3 separate regions of the Mus musculus genome follow, and all the other regions are linked to region 1. The links are chromatin contacts, called in public HiChIP or PLAC-seq maps. All regions are on one chromosome and are shown on one strand. Each heading gives the region's core, a stretch centred on a gene start, on an enhancer-like site or on the middle of the called end of the contact. The rest is flanking DNA. Distances are from core to core; before and after follow the strand shown. Region 1 holds the start of Ap3b1 (adaptor-related protein complex 3, beta 1 subunit). Region 2 overlaps Scamp1 (secretory carrier membrane protein 1). Region 3 overlaps Ap3b1 (adaptor-related protein complex 3, beta 1 subunit).

Region 1 (2,648 bases), core at 42-2,541:
GAATCTAGTGATAGTCTATTATGTTTTACTATACTGCGTAACAATAAGAGAACAAAAATTTAAAAAGAATGTGTAATGGCATGGTGGTGTGTGCACTGGAGTAGCAGAGGCAGGAGGATTTCTCTGAGTTTCAGGCTAGCCTGCTCTACCTAGTGAGTTCCAGGCCAGCCAAGGTTACACAGTGAGACCCTGTCAGAAAGAAAAGGGAGGGGAACGACAAATAATCTAAGTTGTCATAATTCTGTACATTTATCCACAGCCCATCAACACGCCAAAATGTAAAACCCAAACTAAAACAGAACCCGCTAAGGATGTTTTCAATTCTTGGCGGTATTTGACGCGAACCATAAGTAACTTTTTACAAAAATCAGTATACACGGTTGGTGCTTATTTTTAAAATTCATACTATTTGTAAAGAACTAGAACTGGGTTTGGTTCACAACAACACTCTATTTAAATATTATCTCAGTGCTTCAGTGGGGGCGGGGAAGTACCCTGGTGCAAAGATCATCACATGAAAAACGCCAAAGGTGGTAGAAAAAATAAGTTTGTCATTTATACAAAACCCCCAAACCACCGCTTAGTCCCTACATTATAGGGTCCCAATAAGCAGCAGGCCCACTCCCCACTCCCTTCCCCAAATACCCTCGTCACCTTTAAATAAATGACTTTCTCGAGGTCTGATCCTGTAGACCTCAAATTCACTAGAAGTTCAAAATTCAAACTCCTGTGCGCAGCCCAGATCAACTCAGTCAACGGTTTGGGAAGTGGAACCTCGGCTCACCAACTGGTTTGCTTTTTCCCCCCCACACACACCAAAGTTTGAAGACCACAGGCGCCGCCTTGGGCGTCCCCAGACGTCCCCAACAAGCCCCGCACCCGGCGGGGCCACCCCCACCCACCCACCCACCGACCCACCGCAGCGGGGGCGGCAGGGAGGTTCCCCAGGAACCGAGAGCAGCCCGGGCGGCCGCCTCGCGTCCCGGCAGCGCTCCCGCACCCCGAACCCCGGTCCTCACTTCTTCCAATCGCTGCTGAAGAGGCCGAAGGCGCCCGAGGGAGAGATGGTCGAGGTGGCCTCCTGCCCGAGCTCCGCCGCCTCCCCTCCTCCCGACTGCTCGTTGTAGGCGAAACTGTTGCTAGACATCGCGGGCGGTGCTGGCCAGCAGGCGGGTGCGGGAGAGAGCGTGCGGGGTCCTCTACGGATGGCTGGCGTTCGGAGGACACCGAACCAAACTAGTTCTGGGGCGGAGGGGGCGCGCGCCGGCGCTTCCGGGCTCGTCACTGCTCCGGCTGACCGGGCGGCCCACCCCCTGCGCGTGCGCACTGTGTCCGTGCGGGCCCGCGCCTGCCGCTCCCGGTGCGCTAGATTGTCGCGCTCCGGGTGTTAGGGGCTGCCGGGAAGCTACACTCGGGACCCTTAACAGGAAGCTGGGGTTTTGCACCGGGTCAGCCGGAGAGTCGTGGGCACGTAAAGAACTGGATATGAGGCCCTTGGATGCGTTTTGGTGGAGGAGATCTCAGATCCTCCAGGGTTCGTTGCTTCTCTTCTGCTGTCCACTGATCGCTCCCCGATGGCTCCTGAAACGCGGTGCACAGGTCGGAAGAACTTGGCTTCAGCGGCCACAAGCTCTCAGCCCTCGAGGCTGGCTTCCGCCCCTCTCACAGCCAGAGTGGCCTGACGTTCTAGACGTGAAAGCTCCTCCTTCGGAGGAGGCTTTCAGGATCTGCGCGGAGGCGATCATCCGCCTGCAAGCTTTGCCTAAGTTTTTCCTGGGGCCCGAGGTTCTTACTTGAAGTTCGAGGCTTGCGTCCTGCCCGCAGTCAGCTGCCGCGAGCTAAGCCTGGGCCAGAAGCTGGAGTGCGCTCTCCTCCGAGCGCCGCCTGCTTCCACTCTTGGGCAAGTGGCTTTCCAACAACACCTAAGCAGCAAGATGGGATGGTTTCTGGCTGCAGAACTGCAACCCTTCTGTCCCGGGCAGCTTTCCAAGAGGACCCTCACCAGCCTCCCTGGTGACTACCGTTCCTTCGTTCCTCTTTCCCTACACATGCGGTCCAGAAAGGACTGAATACCTGCAGCCCTGCAGCAAATCACCAAAACCCAAGGGTAGCACCAGGCAAACACCAAGGTCCCACCAAGATTTCTCGACTTGACTGAAAGATTGCGTTGTCTCTCGGAAAACACGCTCCTCCTTAGTGCTAGGAGAGAGAGGAGCAATCAGCCTCCAAACTGACCAAACGTTGGCGGTTAATTAGCTTTTCAATACACCTATCCAGACAGTGTTCGAGCATCGCAAATATGTTTCTTCCCAGTGTTGATGATATTGATAGATTTGTAGAATCTCTCCTACGACTGACTGATCGATGGTGATGATACATAACAAGGTGTTATATGATGCTTAGCTTATACCCCAGACACTATACTAAGTGGTGTGCATGGATAAATTCATTTACTACGGGAAGACACTAGGCTTTGCTTATTTTGTCAAGTAATGACAATGTGAACACATCCTCAGTACAAAATATACCTGAGTATATAATTGTTTTTATTTTGGAATGTAAACGCTTTTACTAGATATTCTAAATTGCTCTCCTACCATTTACGTATGAGAGGGATTTCCTCACATTCTCATAATTTTGTCATAATG
Region 2 (2,648 bases), core at 109-2,608, 120 kb after region 1:
TGTGTCTCTGTGTGTGTGTGTGTGTGTGTCTCTGTGTGTGTGTGTGTGTGTGTGTCTGTCTCTGTGTGTGTGTGTGTGTGTGTCTTGGGTGCCTATGAAGGCCAGGTCCGTGGAGCCATGAGTGATGGGAACTGAACTGTTCTCCTCTGCCCTGCTGAGCTTCTCGTGGACCCCTTTTTTAAGAGGCTTTGTTTTTGTAGAACAGTGTTCTCTTCCCAGAGGAAGGTGCAGATTCCCACTGCTCCTGCCCCTCACCCCCAGCCTCCCAGTCTACTGAATCACTTTACCTCTAGATTGACACAATTTGTTACAGTTAATGAGCCTGTACGGACACACAGTAACTCAGCCTGGGTATGTTCCTGCTGTGGGTTGAGTAAGTGTGGGCTGACCTGGACCCATCAGTGTCATTGACAGCTTAAGGAGACCCCAGCCTTGCCCTCCTGGTTACAGTCTCAGCAGCAGCCACTGGTGTTTGGGTTCTCTGCTTTTGTTCGGTTGCATTTCTGTAGCTTCACCTTTCCCACCAGTCATCTTACCATTGCACTATGTAAGATGCAGCCTTTCAGATGGCTGTTTTACCTGCTTGTGTGTGTGTGTGTGTGTGTGCATTCGCGTATGTGTGCCCTTTCACAGCTTGATGGCTCGTTTCTCTTTAGTACTGCATAGTATTCTACCTTGGGTCTACTCTGTTTATGGATCCTTTCACCAACTGAAGGAAGTGTGCTTGCTTCTAGTGCCCTACTGCGATGAATAAAGATGCTAAAAATATATCTGTAGGTTTACTGTGAGCATAAGTTTTCAGCTCATTTGGGTAAGTATCAGGGGTTGTGATTGCTAGATCACACGGTAACTGTACATTTAATTTTAATTTTTTAATGTGTGTATTTAAGTATTATAGTATGATTTAAAGAAATATATATAGATAGTGAGTTTACATTACTATCTTACTGTCAGTTCATACAAATGCTATGTTTTGGTAGCAGCTCCACACTGAGAGCTCAGCGTGTATTTCCTGTGCAGTTTGACTACATCACCTGTTGTCTTCCTGCTGCGTGTCACAGCAGGAGACTTGCCTGCCTTAGGAACTTGTATCCTCTGGCCTTCATCTGCCCCTTTCCTGCCCCAGTTTCTCCTCATCTTCTGTAATCACCGTTTTGTCCTCTCTGTGAGCCTTCTTTTTAGCTTTCACATGTAAATGAGATCATGCAATGGTTTTCTTCCTGTGTCTGGTGTATTTCACCTGAAGGTACGGCTTCAGGGGAGCTATTTAAGTTATTTGCTGTGGTGGTGGCAGAGGTGAGGTGAGTGGCTTTGCTCCACCCCAAGGTCCAGCATGATACACTGCCTTGCCACAGGCCCAAAGCAAGAGTCAATCATTTACTGCTGAATCCTCTGAAGCTATGAAAAGCTTATCCTGTATACAGATCATTCAGGTACTTGTTGCAATCCACTCCCTCTCATGTCCAGTGGTTTTCTTATACCTCTAGTACTAAGCTAAGCAGAAACAGCAGGAGTTAGGCCTCCTTGGCTGGCACTGGGTTTTGATGGAGAGGCTGTTAGCTTTTCCTGGGGATGCTGTGAAGGCTTTGCAGATAGTCGTGTGTGTGGTGAGGGAATTCCCTTCAGGATAAACTATGGGGAATTTTTGCCATGAAGTATGTTAGATTTTTGTCAACATTTTTTTCTATGTCAGCTGAGATGAACATGTGCTTTTTAGTTTCTAGTCTGTTGATACAGTGTGTCATGTTGACTGCTTATGTAGTGAAGCAGCCTTCCTGGGTTAGGGGCAATACACATGGTTGCCCTGTATGATTTTTACATGTGTTGTTGAACTTTGTCTGCTGGTGCCCTGTGAGGGTTTTGCATAAATTCTCCCTAGAGGAGTTGGCCTGTAGTTTTGTTTTCTTTAGATTTTTAAAAAAAGATTTGTGTGTGTGTTTTGTGTGTATTGGGTTGTGTTGCCCTGTGTTTTGTGTGATTTTTGTGTTGTGTGTAGTGTTTCAGGTGTTGTGTGTATTGTATGTGTTCTTGTATGTGTTGTGTTGTATGTTTGTATTTTGTGTTCTTGTGTGTGTCCTGTTGTATATTTTGAGTTCTTGTGTGTGTTGTATGTTGTTTGTGTTTTGAGTTGTGTGTGTTGTGTTGTGTGTTGCACTGGGCATGTTGGGTATTATATTGTGTGTTGCAAGTTGTGTGTGTGTGTGTATGTTGTGTTGTGTGAGTGTGTATTGTGTGTTCTATGTTATATTTTGTGTGTGTGTGTGTGTGTGGTGTGTATGTGTGCATATTTTTACAGGTGAGTGCAGTGCCTTTGGAAGAGAAGAAGAGAAGAAAAGAAGGCAGCTGTCCCCCTGGAGCTGGTGTTGTGGGTGGTTATCAGCTGCTCAGCATGTGGTGGGAACCAAGTTAAGGTTCTTTTACCAAGGAAATGTCTTCCTTGGTGATTGATGGGCTGGTGGCCCCGGGCTGTTTAAGTAAGCAGCACCCTCTGTGTCTTCCGCATCGCTCCTGCCGATCCCTGGCCTGACTTCCTGGGTGATGGACTACACACTGGATGTCGAGTAGACCCTTTCCTCCCCAGGTTGCTCTTGTTATGTGTTTTATCACAGTAGCAGGATGGCTTAGACTGGGCTCCTGTCCACCAAGTG
Region 3 (2,648 bases), core at 109-2,608, 84 kb before region 1:
CATCACAGTAGAATGCCAGTCATCCTCCTCTGGTCTCCATATTCCCCAGAGACACATCCACACCCACACACATGCACGCACGCGCACACACACGCACATGCACACACACTCGCACAGAAGAAACTTATGATTGAACACTCCGACTCTGAATGAAGTAGGGCTCTGCACAGGTGACATTACGTGGCCTCTGCACTGTCCCATGGTCAGCTCTAACACACTGAGCACAGGCTGAGGACACATCAGTCAGGTTTTCAGTAATTCCAGAACACTTCAAAACAGCAAGACTGACTGTCACAACAGCAAGACTGACTGTCACAACAGCAAGACTGACTGTCACAACAGCAAGACTGACTGTCACAACAGCAAGACTGACTGTCACAACAGCAAGACTGACTGTCACAACAGCAAGACTGACTGTCACAACAGCAAGACTGACTGTCACAACAGCAAGACTGACTGTCACAACAGCAAGACTGACTGTCACACACAGAAAAGTGAGGTGCGTGCTCTGTCGCAACCTACTTTAACCTCTCTGGACTCGAAGCTAAAAACTTCTTTTTTTCATTAAGATTGAGATCATTTTATAATAACCCATTAAGTATGAGATCTTACTTATGAAATAGTCAACTATATTTCTCCAACTGGGAGACGGATTACACTGTTCCAACCCCACTTCTGAGAGCACAGAGGGAAAAGCACAGGCAAACCATGACCTACCTATTGCTGCGCAATAAGCGCACCAGTGATTTAGAAATGACACCAGCCTCCGACTTGGGTGAGATGTGCCAATATAGCTGAGCGACAGCCATAACCACCTGGAAAAAGGGTCACAAGAGGCACAGTGAGCATCTAAGTAGCAGGACCAAAAACATGCTCGCTCGCTTGCTCGCTCGCTTGCTCGCTCACTCTTTTGAGAACACACTGTAGTCTTTGTAGTGGGGTGAAGCTGTTTTCTCCAAAGCACTTCCTACCTTGACAAAGTGCTTGCGTTTGAGAGAGAATAGAAGTTAGCTAGTGTCATTAAGGATGTTCGAAGGTGATCACCTTGAGCAGAAGCAGAAGGGTGTGAGTGCCCAACAAAGGAAGGGGGAGGGGAGAGAGAGAAGGAGAGGGTAGGGAGGGAGCAGGAAGTGAGTGATTCATTTGTAAACCAAGAAATGCAAGGACCTTGCACAAGCACCTTCAGATAAAGAAAGAGACAGCTTCTTGAATCCACATGGAGAGTGTGGAGAGGGACTCAGCCTATTTACACCTGACTTCAGTCTTCCCGCTTCCAGGAACTCCTATCCTCCTTATCCACCTAGACTGTGGCAATTTGTAGTGGCAGGAAACTAGCATATCCTGAGAAAAGAAAATGCCATTACACCAACTGCGGACGGTGACAGCAGCCCTGGGCCGGCAACTGTGCGCTGTCCATCTGGGTGCTGGGGCTCAGACACACAGAAGTTCTAAAGGGCATGAGCTCTAAGCTACACAGACACTGTTTGGGAGCAACAAGCAGTCTGAAATAAAGAAAATGATTTACAGTGTAGCAAGAACAAGGCCTTAGCAGGGCTCTGACTTTTTAAGATGCACAGCTTTAAAACCAGTCTTAAAATAGGCCAGAGCCAGGGCAAGGGTAACAGAACTTTTCTCAAAATAAAGCAAGTCTGTGCTTTTTTTCAAAACATGCTTCTACATTTAGGTTCACACAGAGATTCCTCACCCCCAAATATCCAATTTAGCTTGTGCCAACAGAGACATAGCAACAAAAACAGCCCAGAAGACAAATACAAATTAACTTCTACACAGTCCACCAAGTTCAAAGAGGTAAGCAAGAGTTTCAGGCATGCCTAGATAGCATACCACACCTCAAGGTGGTTGAGCTAAGGACATTCATCACTAAGCTAAAAATCACAATTTAAAAAAAAAGCAACAGTTTAGGGATCCTAAATGTACTGTTCTTTGTAATACATAAAAATAGTAATAATGAAGTTGGCTTTACGGCCTTCAAACAGAACCTGAAAATTCTCATCTGTTCCATAAACAAGACATCCAAACCCATATGCAAGAATAGAAACTGTATTTTCTATGTGTATCAAGTCACGGCTTTTACTTGGTATGGCATCTTTTGAATATATTAGTCACAGCACTCTCAAATCCAAAAGAATAAAACAACCTTCCTTTTGCCCCATTATCTATAAATAAATAAATAAATAACATAATTTAAGATTTCTTCAACAGCACATCTGAAATCTGAGAGCCAATATGTAAAAAGCCACGAGAGAAACTCTGACAACTCCAAAGTCCAGACTCAATGCCCAGACTTCTCCAGTAGCCCACGCTCACAATGACCGCATCCTATACCACACACTCTTTTGAACCATGCATGTCCTAGACTGCTAGTGGCTGCAGCCTCAGAGCCGTCTGCTCCTGCTTCTGCCTCCAATGCAGTCACAACACTGGTCCATCAGCTTTCTGAAACAAATTCCCATAATCACCTTTGAAATGTAAGAACAAGTTTTTGCTTGCTTGCTTGTTTTAAGATAGGATCTCAGTCTCAATGGGCCTGAAACTCTAGTCCAGCACAGATCCGCCTGCCTCTACATCCTAAGTACTGGAATTAAAGGTATGAGCCACTACACCTGGCAAATACAGAATTAATTAAA

The links. HiChIP or PLAC-seq counts read pairs in DNA pulled down with a chosen protein or histone mark.
Region 2: an H3K27ac HiChIP or PLAC-seq map of embryonic stem cells shows a contact between it and region 1, with 7 read pairs. The contact joins the enhancer-like site here to the promoter of Ap3b1 in region 1. A contact is called at or near these places in 2 of 39 promoter capture datasets (the HPC-7 cell line and macrophages), 9 of 484 Hi-C or Micro-C datasets (bone marrow-derived macrophages, epidermal suprabasal cells, erythroblasts and 2 more), 7 of 115 datasets of contacts at active chromatin or transcription factors (the HPC-7 cell line, acute myeloid leukemia, bone marrow-derived macrophages and 2 more) and 4 of 9 other capture datasets (adipose tissue, liver, macrophages and 1 more).
Region 3: a contact with region 1 is called in an H3K27ac HiChIP or PLAC-seq map of embryonic stem cells, with 21 read pairs. The contact joins the enhancer-like site here to the promoter of Ap3b1 in region 1. A contact is called at or near these places in 2 of 39 promoter capture datasets (hippocampal neurons and liver), 4 of 484 Hi-C or Micro-C datasets (the HL-1 cell line, cerebral cortex, nephron progenitors and 1 more), 6 of 115 datasets of contacts at active chromatin or transcription factors (bone marrow-derived dendritic cells, bone marrow-derived macrophages, embryonic fibroblasts and 2 more) and 2 of 9 other capture datasets (embryonic stem cells and liver).

What each region holds. Positions count from the first base shown.
Region 1 is chr13:94,357,603-94,360,250 of GRCm38.p6, reverse strand. It overlaps Ap3b1 (adaptor-related protein complex 3, beta 1 subunit), which reads right to left and starts at 1,291. Exons shown (of 27, transcript NM_009680.3): 1 at 1,020-1,291. The coding sequence starts at 1,147. Gm9776 (predicted gene 9776) reads left to right here and starts at 1,328. Exons shown (of 1, transcript NR_045619.1): 1 at 1,328-2,648.
Region 2 is chr13:94,240,816-94,243,463 of GRCm38.p6, reverse strand. The region is part of intron 2 of Scamp1 (secretory carrier membrane protein 1); the gene reads left to right. Among named protein-coding and RNA genes, the nearest start is that of Scamp1, 43 kb to the left of the region's middle. Within about 2 kb of position 1,358, at least 21 of the 459 cell types and tissues checked have an H3K27ac peak or open chromatin away from gene starts, as enhancers often do. A contact at or near this core is called in embryonic stem cells and trophoblast stem cells, where this site is marked.
Region 3 is chr13:94,442,086-94,444,733 of GRCm38.p6, reverse strand. Ap3b1 (adaptor-related protein complex 3, beta 1 subunit) reads right to left here. Exons shown (of 27, transcript NM_009680.3): 9 at 718-815. Among named protein-coding and RNA genes, the nearest start is that of Ap3b1, 84 kb to the right of the region's middle. Within about 2 kb of position 1,358, at least 19 of the 459 cell types and tissues checked have an H3K27ac peak or open chromatin away from gene starts, as enhancers often do. A contact at or near this core is called in embryonic stem cells, where this site is marked.